2 separate regions of the Sorghum bicolor genome follow, and region 2 is linked to region 1. A link is a contact called in public HiCAR-type data. All regions are on one chromosome and are shown on one strand. The core of a region is the stretch at or near the end of the contact, and the rest is flanking DNA. Distances in the headings are between cores, read along the strand shown.

Region 1 (6,939 bases), core at 2,777-5,276:
CTATGTTGCAATGACACGAGCTCGGAAAAAGCTGTACATCTTGCATGTTACAGTTGACTCTAACCGTCAGGCAGGCTATTTACTGTATCATGCTTATCTTTAAGCAATATCATTTTTTTAACTGACCTATTTGCTTATACAGCTTCTGCAACCTTCACGTTTCCTCAGAGAAATTCCAGTTCACCTTCTTGAGGTGCAGGTGAGCAATACCATTAGATTTAGTTTTACTAAATCTAATCCTTACCTAAAAACTCAGCCTGTGGGAGAAAGAACGTCCCCACAGTATTGTTTGGAAGAAGAAACCTCAGTCTTGAACTACTTTATGAACTGAAAACTATTTTTCTGATGGTAAGGTAAGAATACAAGTGGGTTAACCTAAAACCCACTCCCCTCAACTTCCACCTAATTGATAGCTCATTTGGACATATGATATATTAGATATAATACATAGCCAAAACAACTAGGATGAGTCAATGGTGTGGCTTGGCCTTTGCGTCCCTAGACTTTTCTGAGTTCAAATTGCCTCTATTCCCTACCATTAAGATATCCCAATATGAACCAATTTGGCTTATTTCTTTCATCAGCAGGCATACTCTTATGTAATATCTTGTATGTACATAATTCTTCTTCACAATTGTTTTGTTTTTTGTTAACTTGTAGGGCGAAGAGACTCTGAGAAAAATGCCTGAACAGCCTTCAGGTGATATTCCTTTTGATGACTCTGAAGGGAATATATCAATCGGAAAGCCAATTATGGGACAGAACGAAGTTTCACCTTATCCAGAACTGGCTCAAGGATGCCTTGCTAATGATTTCTTGAGAAAGTAAATCATCTTTGTATGATCTGATGTTTCATTTTTAACTTTGCTTCTTGTGGATATTTGGAGTTTTCTAGTGGTGAAAAAACATTATTTCTCCTTTGCATAACCATTTCAGTTTCTGAAGAACAGATTCATCATGTTCATGCAAAGCTTTGCTTTGCTATGTTATTTGCTTTACATTTTCCCCCGTCGCTTAACTTGATTCCTTATTCATTTTATAGGTTTGACATTGATGATAGATCGGTAGTCTCACATATATTTCATAATTGGGGAAAGAAGCAGGCATTTCAAAATCCAAAGAGATTACTTGAAAAGGTACTGAATTCTTCACAGTACATGAACACTGAACACTCTGGAATCTGGATACCACCAGGCTAAGATACTTTGATGCCTTCCACTATCGCAGTGACCACGCATTTGTGACATTTACCACTAAAGCTTTGGGATTGCCAGTGCCCTTCTATGCCTATTTCATGTTAGATGTATGCTTGAATTTTCAGATCAGTTTTGTGATTGATGAACGCCTACGTGGTAAAGGATACAAGCGCAAGGTAACCCCTTTTCCTCTTTCCCATATCAAAGCATCACCAGACTTATTGATTCTCCTATCAGCTTATATCTGTTCTTCACGGTTGTTGTTATCTTGCTGGCAATGTTATTTGTCATCATCTGTACTTTGAAAGGGCAAAGGAACAATGACAAAAGTTCTCTTGTATTCGAGAGCTTAACCTGGAAAAAAACTGATGGCAAGTTTCTTATCCAGGATGTCTTGCGAAAACTGAAGTTGTTCCTAAGCGGTGATGAAGCATTGGGCTACGCACAATATGTGAGTTTAATTATTGTTGTTATATTTCTCGGTATCAGAACTGACAATGTTGTTAGTTTTTCCTTACTAAATAAAATAATAATTCAATAATGTGAACTTCAGGTTATCAAGTGGGAACAGATTCCAATAGAGAAGCGGAGCCAGTTGATGAGAGAAAGGCAGGTGAGATCTTGGGCCATTACAAATATCTTGCACTATAGAAAATGGAGCTATTTATCTGTCCTTCGGTAGACCCTTTTGTGACCTTTTTATGGTTTTATTTCAGGAACATTTCCAAAAGCAGAGGATTGAGAACTCTATGGGTTCGTCAGAACCCACAGCCAAGCAGGTCAGCTATCTCAGAACTCCTTGTTCATCTTGTTGCATCAGCGTGTTAGTTTGTCGGAATTGCATGCTGTGCATCTGTGCTCTTTATGATTCTGCCTGTTGTTTTTGAAGCCCATGTTGCTCTCTTATCAGAATACTAAACAGAATTCGTCCCTGTTTGTCCTCCAGATATCGTACCTTCGAAACCTGGGGTGCACCATCACTCCGACTTCTCGCTTGCACGCATCAAATCTCATCGAAAAGTACAAATCACTCTGACTTGGTCGACGGAATTTGTGCTAGAACCATAAGGCCATACACCTTATATGTTTATGTACATGCTGTCTATACTATGAATGTAGCAGTGTCCACTCCATTGTAGTGTTGTGTACTGGAAACATCAGGGTTGTATGACAGCTCCGATCATATCTATTTTCTGTTCTTAGCCATATTCCTGTCATACATGCTATATTGCTGTGACGCCAAGAGTTTTTGCTTCTCTTGGGCCTTGGCCCTTGGCAGTGGTATTGGCGGCAGTGGCTAGACTTGTACTCCATTCATTCCAAATTATATGGACTCCACTATGTTTATTATTCATGATGAAATAAAGAACATTACACTATAAACTGTTATTTAATCAAATGAAAAAAATCAACACACATATAAAGGTCTAGACCCAACATGACCTATTTTATTGTTAAACAATCAATCAAAAAACAATACATATTAAGCTGATAGTTAAGGGACTACTAATTTAGCACTCCGCCGCCTTCTTACGGTCCATTATTTTAGGTCCGTCTTACTTATTGCTGGATCCAATGACTTGTAATATCGTTGCTCACCGGGTTGTAGGGCATTTAAATTTGAATTTCTAATTTCCCTCCAGATTGGCGGCAGGGGCACGCAGCACCATGGTCTCTATTGTGATTCCCGGTCCGAACGCCATCATGACTCCCCACTCCGGTGCTTTGCCTTCCTCCTGCTTGACTGCCAGACCCCGACGGCGGCGCAGCTCGTCGAGCACGAAGATCACCGTTGTGCCGCTCATGTTACCGAACTCACTGAGCACGTGGCGACTGGCGGCCAATTTGCCATCGTCTAGGCCGAGCACTCCCTCGATGTGGTCCAGAATAGCACGACCACCAGGATGGATCGCCCAGAAGAGGTCGTTCCAATCGTTATTGTTGATGCCAAGCGCGCCAAACGCGTCGACGAGGCAGCGTTCCACGTTGCATCCCAGCAACCGGGGAACCTGGTTGGAGATGTGATACTCCATGCCACCCTTGTTGATCTGCATGGAGATGGCATCCTCGGTTTCCGGTATGGTGGTCTGCGAGGCGAAGGCCATCTCGAACAGCGGGCGCTCCACGGGGCTGACAGGGTCGGCGCCGACGATGACGGCACCGGCGCCGTCGCCGAACAGAGCCTGTCCCAGGATGTTGTCGGGGCAGCCGCCTTCCGGCCCGTAGAAGGCGATGAGCGTGATCTCGGAGCACGCCACGAGGACGCGCGCGCCGCGGTTGTTCTCCGCGAGCTCCTTGGCGAGCTGGAGCGACCTGCCCCCGCCGTAGCAGCCGTGGAGGTTGAGTATGGTGCGGGACACCGTGGGGCTGAGGCCCAGCAGGGACGCGAGGCGGCGGTCGGCGCTCGGCGCGCGCGCGCCGGAGTAGGTGCTGAAGATGAGGTGGGTGATGTCGGTGGCTGGGCGGCCCCAGTCAGCGATGGCCTTGGCCGCGGCGGACGCGGCCAGCTCCGGGACGGCGGCGGAGGCGATCTCCACGCGGGCGTCCAGGGAGGGCAGCGTGCGGTCGGTGAAGTCCGGGTTCGCGGCGAGGAGCTGCTCGTCCAGGTGGATGAAGCGCTGCTTGATGCCGGACTTGTTACAGATCCTGGTGAGCTTGCCCTTGAGGTCGGTGAGGTGCTCGCTCTTTGTGACGCGGAAGTAGTAGTCGGGGTACTCGTCCTGGGCCAAGCACGTCGGCGGGTTCGCCGTGCCGATGCCTAGCACGGCAGCCGGGCCATCCGCGCGCTGGGCACGCCTCATATCGCCGATGGTGGCGGGAGCGCTGCCCATGGAATGGAAGTAGTCGAAGGGAAGACACCGAGGAGTTACGTTAACCAGCTGGCTCGCCGGTGTGCTCTAGCTACTAGCAGCTAGCTTCAGTAGCTAGTGCGCTGCTCCTGCTCCTGCTAGCTAGGGATCGAAAATTTGCGTCTGTGGCTTGGTGCTTCAGAGAGGCTGGAGGTGCTCTCTATTTATACTACTACTAGTCAGTACTAGTTGTGGGCCTGTTGATTTCCTCGTAGCTAGCGTTCCATTGAGTGCGATGTGCGTTCGGCCGGGCTACTGATGGCGACGATCTTATACCACGGATGGCACTGGCCGCCACTGCTGTGGGGAAATGACTTAGCCCGGTCAACTGCGCATCAGGAGTTTGACATGTGACAAAATAATGTAATTATCGTTTTTTTAGAATCAAACAACTTGAACTCTGACTAAATTTATATAAAAAATTTTAAAGTTCATGATATAAAATAAGTATTATTAGATTAGTAATAGACTCATAGAATATATTTTTATAATAAAATTATTCGAAGCTATAAATATTAATATTATTTACTATAAATTTAGTACAAATATAAGTTTGTATTCTTTTTTGGACGGAGGACGAAGGGAGTACACAGGAGGGGCACGCCTACTCTTCGATGATAGTACTACCAGGGGCGGAAATAGGCGGCAGGGGGAGGCATGCCCCTCTGTAAACGTGAATTTTCCACTAAGATCTTTAAAATTCAAAAAAGAAATAAAAATTCAACACTATTGCCCCCCTCAAATATTAAAAAAAAATAACTTTCTATCCCTGAGTACTGCAAAGTTAGACGTCTACTCTGATCCCTTCATTCTCTATTACTAATTGATGTTTTAGACTCTCTCACAAAGACCAATTAATTTAGAAGACAAAAGAGCAAAATATTCCTATTTTTTTTCTTTTGATGGTCCAAAAAAAGTAGAGATAGTGATGTATTGGGAAAAAAATAGGAGAAGAGAAAGATACATTAAAAAGTGAGGATGATAACTATTTCAGAATACAATTTAAATACTATATATTTTGGTATAGAGAGAGTAAGTGTTTAGATATACTATAGTATATATCAGTACTTACTAAGACAATATTCAGGCAATGTCAAGGAAGTACACGGGTCAAATTAGCACCATTCGTGCAATCCAATGAGAAGACATGGATCTGAGGGAGGACATTGTAATGGAACACGCCAAAGAAACCATCTGAATCATTTTTATTTGGACCATAGCTTGGAACTGGCTTGAACTAATAAACCATGCATATGCATGCAAAGGACTAAGGGTACATTTGGCTAGCTCTAGCTCCTCTCTTAGAGTAATCTTTTAAATAGAAGAACGATTAGTAAAATAGCTTATAATGGCATAACTTTCGTCCCTTAATAGTATAAGATACACTCAGTGGATACTTTCTCTTGTCACACCAGTAGAAGATTCACCAGGAAGTTAAGAGTCTGGTATCCCGCCAGGCTCAACAAATGTTATATGTTAATGGAACAGACAGTTGGCCAAAGGAAGAACATACTACCAGAGAATTAAAGACAGATGCGGCCAAGGAGAGTTCTCCACATGGCAGTATGGGGCCAAAACACTTACCAAACGTTCTAGTGTGAAGGTAGAAGACCATTGGATCATCTGACGATGTCTCTAGGGACTTGGCCGCTATGCAAGGCGTGCACTGGACCAACTGTTGATAGGAAGTGCACAATGACGTATTGTTCGGTACACATCAAAGATGTGGCTAGAGAAGATTATATGCACTAGACGGCCTGATGGAAGAATAAAAGACAACACTAGACAATGCAGCAGTAGGAAAATTGCAATGGCTAGTAGCACCGTATGATTTGGCGATGAATGCATTCAAGGCAGTGGATTGTCCACTACTCACAATTTCTTTACAAGATTAGTTGAGGGGATGAGGCTATATATATGCGGTTACCTCACCTGCTTGAGTGTGTTACTGTGCTCGAAGGCTGATACAATTGTTAGAGCAAGTATTTCTAGACTTCATCCACCCTCTCAAGCCATTCAAGATCACATCCAAAGCTAGGAGAAACACTATATATAGTGCATGCTTGTGAGTTTAAGCCTTGAGAGCTTTGAGTGATTGGGTTGTGTTGCCCTTCTATCTTGGTGATGTGGAGCGCTTGGGATCTTTGTGACATTTTGGTGGAGTGGTGGCCTTCGAGGCGATGTCAGTGCGTAGGGGATGAGGAGACCCCATAACTCGTGTGGAGAAATAAACCTCATAGCGCACACAACATCATAAGTGATGGGAAGAGACGGATAGTAATGATGGGACCATGCGAGTCACACGCTAGGCTTTGGTTGGTAGAGGTCTTGTGTGGAAAATCCAATACGACTAGGAGAAACTTGGTCACCGGGAGCGTACCTCGATCAAGCTCCAACGTGATTAAGAGTTGTGATTTTTTAAATTTGTTTTAGACTTCTGGAAGGAGATGATCGCCTGGTGCTTCCAGAACGCGGCGTCACCTTTCGTGGACGCGCTGCAACTGATCAAGCTGGAGACAGATCGGTGGATTGAGGCCGTAGCACATGGGTTGTGTAGCTTAACTCATGAGACTTAGCGGCCTGCTCGTTCTTCCAGTTATAATGATCACTGTTCGTCATGTAACATTCAATGTTTTTGGTTTTGCCGGCATCGGCTTCATGTAGTTAAAACTCTTTTCTTCTTCTAATACAAAGATACGCACACTCATGCGTATTCGTGAAAAAATTGTTTTAGACATCAATTTAGCCCGTCCCTTAATTGCTCATGAGACCTTTCACTAGAGTCACAATATCAACGTGTCGTATGCAATGACGACTTAGAAGAGACTTTTCATCATCTGTTCTTCCAATACAGGACAAGTATATCTCTCCATTTGTTATACTGTAACAAGCGA
Region 2 (6,939 bases), core at 1,942-4,441, 38 kb after region 1:
TGGGAGATGTCGAAGATGAAGATGAAGATGACGAGGAAAGTGATGAAGATGACGAGGAAGATTCAGAAGAGGAAGGAGACATGGAGGCAGGGCAAAAGGTGGAAGGTGATGGGGATGGAGAGGTAGAGGAAGAGGGAGAAGAAGATGAAAATAATGAGATTGTGTTATGTGCAGACAATGAAAACAACAGGGAAGAAGTTGAGGTATTGCCATTATCAAACTTGCTTCAGTGTTGGGTGACAACAATATCAGGCTTGCTTCGTTTTTTTGAGGAATCATCAGGCTTGCTTCGTTGTTGTGGGATACAGGACAACCCTCAAGAGAGAACCAATTTATACATAAAAGAAATATTGCAAGTATCCAAGTTTCTTCGTGTCATTAATCTAAAAGGCAGCGAGATCGGTGAGAGCCTGCCGGCAACGATTGGGAATGTGGCACACCTGCAGTACCTCGGTGTCACTGCTTGTTCCTTGAGATATATCCCGTCGACAATTGGAAACCTTAAACATCTTCAGACATTGGATGTTCGAAACACATATGTTTACAAACTTCCAGACGCATTTTGGAGTATAACGACACTACGGCATGTATTTGGTGACGGCCTTTTCTTGCCTAAGCAGGTGGGTGACTTGAAACACCTGCAGACACTTGAAAGCATAGATCCTGACTTGGATAATGGTTGGGACAGCAATACTTTTCAGAAAATGGTTCACCTTCAGTCCCTTCATGTTTGGGATTCTGATTACAATGGTGTTAATGCACAGGCTCTATCTGCTCTTATTGATAAAGCTATTCTCTTGGAACACCTAGACACCCTAACTCTTGAAGTTAGTAACATCCCACTGGGTGTGTTCACCAGGTCTTCCCTGAGGCGTCTTCGTACATTAGTATTAGAAGGCAAGTTGAACATGGAGAGACTGAAGGTGTCACAGCAAAGATTTTATTTCCCCAACCTTAGCTTCCTATCATTGGCAAAGACAGAGGTGTCACAGGACTTCATCAACAAGCTTGGGAAGCTGCCTTCACTCACGACTCTAATATTGGATGAAGACTCCTACAGTGATGATCAAAATCAGCTTATATTCCTTTATGGTGGATTTAGAAGTCTTACAAAGCTGGTACTTTCTGACGTGTCAATTTTGAAACTCGAGATAAAGAAATATGCACTTCCAGAACTCACAGATTTGGTGATTGTGTGGTACCCTGAAGACATCGAAATTAAGGTACATGGTGAGCGTGAGTTTGTGAAAAAAATTGAAGAAAAGGATGAATACCTTTATGGTTGTATCACCCAAGTTCCAATTGCTCCAAAGAAAATCGGTCAGCGTCCAGCATGAAGCAACGCGTGGCTAGCTAAAGATCACAGGTAAACTAAGACACCAATATATAGTGCTACTTGCTGTTGTTTAGATTTGCCTGTTTTGTGAAAATCATGAGCTCTGTCATGAGTTTATTAGTGTGGATGTGGTGGCAGATTCACAAGCCTACATAATAATTGCATGTATGTTATGTATATATATTATGGAACCTGCAAAAAACATCTGCACGTACGTGTATTATGGTGTGTACTCCTAATAAATTGTAAAATAAGTGAAAGAAAAAACTTGTGGACCATGGAGGAACAATTATTGAATGCTGAAGGATGTTTTTGGTTTATGAAATGTTGTTCTTTATACTCTGTTTTTCATTAGAGAAATATAATCACTTGTATAGCTACCCTGTGCATCCATGACATGAAAGCATGGGTTTGTCTTTTTCCTTCTGTACATTCTTATCTATATACTCTATAAAGATAAATCTTACTAAGCTAATTATCTTACACCTCCTTACGCCACGTCATCATCCACTTCTCCGACTGCCGCATGCAATTAAGTGTCCACTCACAAATAGTTTTAGTAGTGGATGCAGTTACCTACATATGACTATGCATGCATACTGCTAGTATTATTCTCTCACGTGACTTCCTGTCTTTCTCTTCTAAAACTGACTACTAATAATCAAGCTATATATATATATATATATATATAGATGATTCAATAGACTATAATGAGACCATATTTCTATTCTTCCTTCATACCCGCATCAACGCTCGGGGAATCCTCCTATTTCTATCTATTATTGTGCTAAACCTCAAATTTACTCCACATAGATCGACTTGGAGGTATGGTTAATTAGTATTGAGTAAATTTCACTGTTGGGCCTTGAATTTGTCTCTAGTCCCCAGTGGTCTTAGACTTGCATATTGCAGATTCAGCTCTCTAAACATGTCCTGAGTTTTCAACTAGTCGCGCAACTTACAAATTGCACACATGACATTCTGAACTTTACATTCACCTCCCTATAGACTTGTTTCAAGTTCTCATTCTGATCGTAATACTTATGAAATATAGACTTAGCTCTCTAAATTTGTATTATTGTACCTTCCTCACTCTCCTCATGCATATTGCGCTGCACGCGCCAATCACACCAACCACGCCGCACTGCACCGCATTCATCCACCCACGCAGTGGTGTAGTGCGCAGGGTGTCGGGACGTGCGGCGGAGGCTCAGGCGAGATGTGCAGTCCTAGCTTATATATATTTCTAGAACCTGCCATGCTACTTGGCCACGACGGCGAAGGCTCAGCCATGATGTGTGGTAGGGACCTGCTGTACACCTCGACAGGACGCCGGCTCTCGCCTTGCGACAGTCGCACTCGACACCGCCACCGCGCTCCTTTCGTAGCACCGCCAGACCTAGCGTGGCATGTAGGCCGGGGAGACAAACTTGGGGTCGTCACATCATGCATGACCTAGTATCCGCCAGCGTCAGGACTCACACGACATGTGTTATATATGATTATATGAAACAGAAAACTTGAAACCATGTCAACCACTCCTTGACACCCTATATCCCATAAATATCTTTTTATCTATATTTAATGCTTTATGTATGTACCATATAATTTGATGTGACGAATAATCTTATAAATTTGGGTTTTTTTAGAAGATGCCGTGCGTCTTTGCGCAAGCCCAATAACGTTGTTTTCGTCCGTGTCAGTTTCCAGAGGGTAATTTTCAGCAGCAACTGCAACTCCATTGTTTTTTTTTTTTTTTGCAATCAGTGCATATGGGGCCGGCCATGCAGCCGGTCAGCTAAATTAGAGACGGCCGGAGAAAACTGCACCTCGCGTGCTCCAGCTCCAGATGCTACTACTACGTACCAGAACCGGAGGAAATGGATGGACCAGGTAGAAGAACAGGAACGAAAAGCGACAGCGATGAGACAGTTTGGGAGCGGCGCGCGCATGTATTTGCGGCTGCGCATGCGTAGTAGCCGGCCGGCCGCTCCCCGCGCTAGCTTGTCGTCCAGCCTCTGCATAGTACTCTTTGCCCTCCGATCCCCAAGGAGATCGATCTCCCAAGCTAGCTAGCTCCGTCCAGTTGTTGGCCAAGGCGGATCGAGCAAAAAAAAGCTTGTGTCTTGCAAGCTGTCTCCGGGTTTTCATTCATCTCCCGTTGTTGACGCCGGGGTTGTCGTACGTCCTCGGTCAGGCCCTCCCTCCCTTTTGCTGCGTGGTCGGAGGGAGAGAGGGGGTCGATCGAGAAGGACGAGGGAGGAGATCAGGGAGAGATATGGAGTGCCTGCTAGGGCTGCTCAAGGTGCGGGTGGTGCGAGGAGTGCACCTGGCCATCTGCGACCCGCTCACCCACAGCAGCGACCCCTACGTCGTCCTCCGCCACGGACAGCAGGTAATTAAACTGCAGGCCGCTCCGGCCACCAGCTTCGATCGTGAGCCCAAGTCTAATGGATTTTTTTTTTCGAGGAAACAGGAGGGGCATTGGCCCCTACTGAAATTTATTAAGCAAAAGCAGAAAGCAATTACAATTACAGATAAAAAGATAAGGTTCTAATGGATATTTAACTTTTTGGTTGTTGGCACCTCTTCAAATGTCACTCTTAGAATTGCCCCTACATATTTGTCACCTGAGAGAGAAGATTTCATAATTTTGGACCATTTTTGCATACGTGGTACGACGCATAGGAATGCAAATGTGTCTGTATGATGTGAAATGACCTCGTTGCCCCTCATCTATTTCTTCTTCCTCCCTCCCTTCCTCTCGCTTGCGCTCTGGCCATGGCCGGCAATTAATGGGGAAGAAGCATCCCCGTTGCATGCATTTCTTTATATATTATTATAAAAATCCTAGAGTCCAATTCCTGTTTTTTGCATCTTAGTCAATTTCTCATAATGTGGCCATTTGTTTTCATATATATTGCGCAGAAAGTGAAGTCAAGTATAAAATACCGCACGTGCAACCCAGAATGGAACGAGGAACTCACCCTGTCCATCACAAACATGATGAACCCGGTCAAGATTGTGAGTTCATCGCCATGATCTCCATGGCCACAATGCAGCAAATTCTTTTCAGTACCCTCTGAATGTGTAAACTCTTCTTCGTCTTTTTGGCGCTTCGACTGACAGGAACTCTTCGACCATGACACGTTCACCAAGGACGACAGCATGGGCAACGCCGAGTTCTGCATCCTCAACTTCGTGGAGATCGCCAAGCAGGACCTCAGCGACGTCCCCGACGGCACGGTGATGAAGTCGATCCTCCCGGAGAAGGGCGGCAACTGCCTCGCCACCGAGAGCCACATCACGTGGAAGGACGGCAAGGTCTCCCAGGACATCGTGCTCAAGCTCAGGAACACCGAGACCGGCGAGCTCGTCCTGCACCTGTCCTGGGTCAACATCCCCGGCGTCGCGCGGTGAATCCGATCCCCTCGACCGGCGGGGACGGACCCAGGAGGGGCATATGAGGAGGCGACGCCTGCCCAGCTGATTTTACTACAATATATTATGATATGTGTATAATGCGTGTTTGCAGAAGGTATATGCAGAAGGCTCATGCTACTGGCACTGGCAGCAATGCCTGTATTCACTTTTGCTTCTGCGTGATTTCTGCGGGGGGGTTTTTTAATCCACAAAAGACATTTGTTCTCAACATCTGTGAAGCTATTCCATACTGCAGTTATGTGCCGTCTTGATCACATTTCCATAAAGCCATTTATCAGTAGATCACCATGTAGAGCTAAAAAAACTACTATTTGCTTCAACATTGCAGATAGGATGAACTGGATATTAGATTCAGCATATTGAGTTGCATGCACCGGCCAAAAAGTTTAAACGGATAGAAAAAGGTGGACAATTCACTTTATATTTCAACACTCCTGATAAGAGTCAGGATTCAAACCTCAAGATCTCTGAACAATATTGAGTTGCATGCACCAATTAGTTTAATCCAAAAACTTAATCTATTAGGAAAAGGGGCTCCACCTTCTGGTAAAAAGCAGTTTTGCAGAACTTCAGACCACCGAGTACAAAACTGACAATAAGCATACTTGAACAGTGAAGGAGAATTCAACAGCAGTAGTCAGAACAGTAAGTAGGATGGAATGGGTAATTTCTCCTATCTGATAGACTGATGCCTCTCCTGAGTTCTAGGTCACCAAAAATACAAGTATATACAACATTAATGACCTAGCTAGTATGTACAGCTTCGTGTTTCAAGCCTACGGAGGAGCATACAAAGAACTGAATTATGGATGGAAGCCAAGTCACCGTTGCAGTCTTTTGCCGAGCTAGGAAAGCAGATGCGGTGAGCTTTCATTGTTGCTGCTCCGAACACTTTCATGTGTGCGTTGATGCTTGGTCATTTGCACGTCCCGGGTGAACTGGGTCCTTGATTTTGCATAAGGAGCTTCCCTTGCTGCAATGGTCAAATGTAAATCCGTTACAACACAAACCTTTGTAATGTTTTTTTTCATTGGACGACTGTTCACATTTTTTACCTGCAGCTAATCTTTTAGCACGGAGAATGTTTTGCCGTCTCTTCCACCAGCACGCAGCGAATACAACTAGGAACAGAATGGCTAAAAGCACACCAAAAGCCATGCCAATCTTCGCAGCCACGGATAGATGAGGGCCACACTCACGTAACCCAGGAATTCCACATAATCCAGCATTGTCCGTGAAGCTGCAGTTTTGTCACAGCAATCATTATGTTCCTTACCGTGAAAAAGGGAAGAGAAATTTTACAAATCAAGTCATTTCTCACTTAAATCTAGCTCTGTGCAGAGGCCTTCCTCCCAAACTGGCTGGAACACGACCAGAAAGACGATTGCCATTCAGATTCCTGCATAGCAGAACTTCTATTAGTCTTAGGTTTTGGGGAAGGAAAAACAAATGTGAAAAGGCCAACCTAAAACAGAGTAACTAGTGCACTAACAGTATCTGTAACAATGCCAGCTCGCCTAGGCTCTCTGGAATAGATCCATTAAGCTCATTGTATGACAGATCCCTGTGAAGAAAATTTAAAACTATTTGTCAAATATAAGTGACCAAACATATTTCCTAGAAGACAATTTAAAAGAAGGAAAACCAAAATAGTATTGACATGCTAATTACATGAGCTGAATCCTCCAACTAAAACAGCAATTGATTTCCTACTTGTAATGTGTCACAAGATGCATTTAAAAAGATTAGCTCCATGTGCACTGAGAAAAGTGATAAGCAGACTGAAAAGTCACTACAAATATGAAGTATCAAGGACACTAGCAATTTTGATATGATGATGCAAGATACAATAACTGCAACCACCGCTTCTGATGTTCTATATCCAGCTATTAAGGGCAAATATTCAGACAAATAAATAAATTTTCCCAACAATCGCCTATCCAAGTTCAATTGGTATTGCAAATTAACCAGCTGGGAACTTAATAAATATGGAGTACCATTTACGAAATTTTTGCTTAATTTCATCAGAAAATCATATACGTATTAGGACGTCCTTGAAAGAACAGAAATATATAACAGATACACTGAAGTGCACTTACAGTACTTGCAGTGCAGAGATGGTACCCAGGGAGATTGGAATGTTACCCTTTATGCTATTG

The links. HiCAR-type assays count read pairs that join an accessible place to other places.
Region 2: a HiCAR-type map of leaf shows a contact between it and region 1, with 2.9 times the contacts expected there. The contact joins the promoter of LOC8077475 here to the promoter of LOC8077473 in region 1. A contact is called at or near these places in 1 of 4 Hi-C or Micro-C datasets (leaf) and 1 of 1 datasets of contacts at active chromatin or transcription factors (leaf).

Annotation. Positions count from the first base shown.
Region 1 is chr2:68,433,246-68,440,184 of Sorghum_bicolor_NCBIv3, forward strand. It overlaps LOC8077473 (bisdemethoxycurcumin synthase), which reads right to left and starts at 4,027. Exons shown (of 1, transcript XM_002462851.1): 1 at 2,825-4,027. The coding sequence starts at 4,027. The coding sequence ends at 2,825. LOC8077472 (ATP-dependent DNA helicase SRS2-like protein At4g25120) reads left to right here. Exons shown (of 30, transcript XR_002449669.1): 22 at 1-70; 23 at 143-199; 24 at 661-824; 25 at 1,043-1,136; 26 at 1,228-1,372; 27 at 1,585-1,647; 28 at 1,750-1,809; 29 at 1,913-1,975; 30 at 2,143-2,452.
Region 2 is chr2:68,472,169-68,479,107 of Sorghum_bicolor_NCBIv3, forward strand. LOC8077475 (GTPase activating protein 1) reads left to right here and starts at 3,192. Exons shown (of 3, transcript XM_002460692.2): 1 at 3,192-3,731; 2 at 4,265-4,360; 3 at 4,466-5,034. The coding sequence starts at 3,615. The coding sequence ends at 4,756. It overlaps LOC8080717 (putative disease resistance RPP13-like protein 3), which reads left to right. Exons shown (of 3, transcript XM_021454328.1): 3 at 1-1,649. The coding sequence ends at 1,337. LOC8077476 (receptor-like protein kinase At3g21340) reads right to left here. Exons shown (of 9, transcript XM_002462854.2): 5 at 6,880-6,939; 6 at 6,273-6,344; 7 at 6,102-6,179; 8 at 5,836-6,020; 9 at 5,176-5,753. The coding sequence ends at 5,626.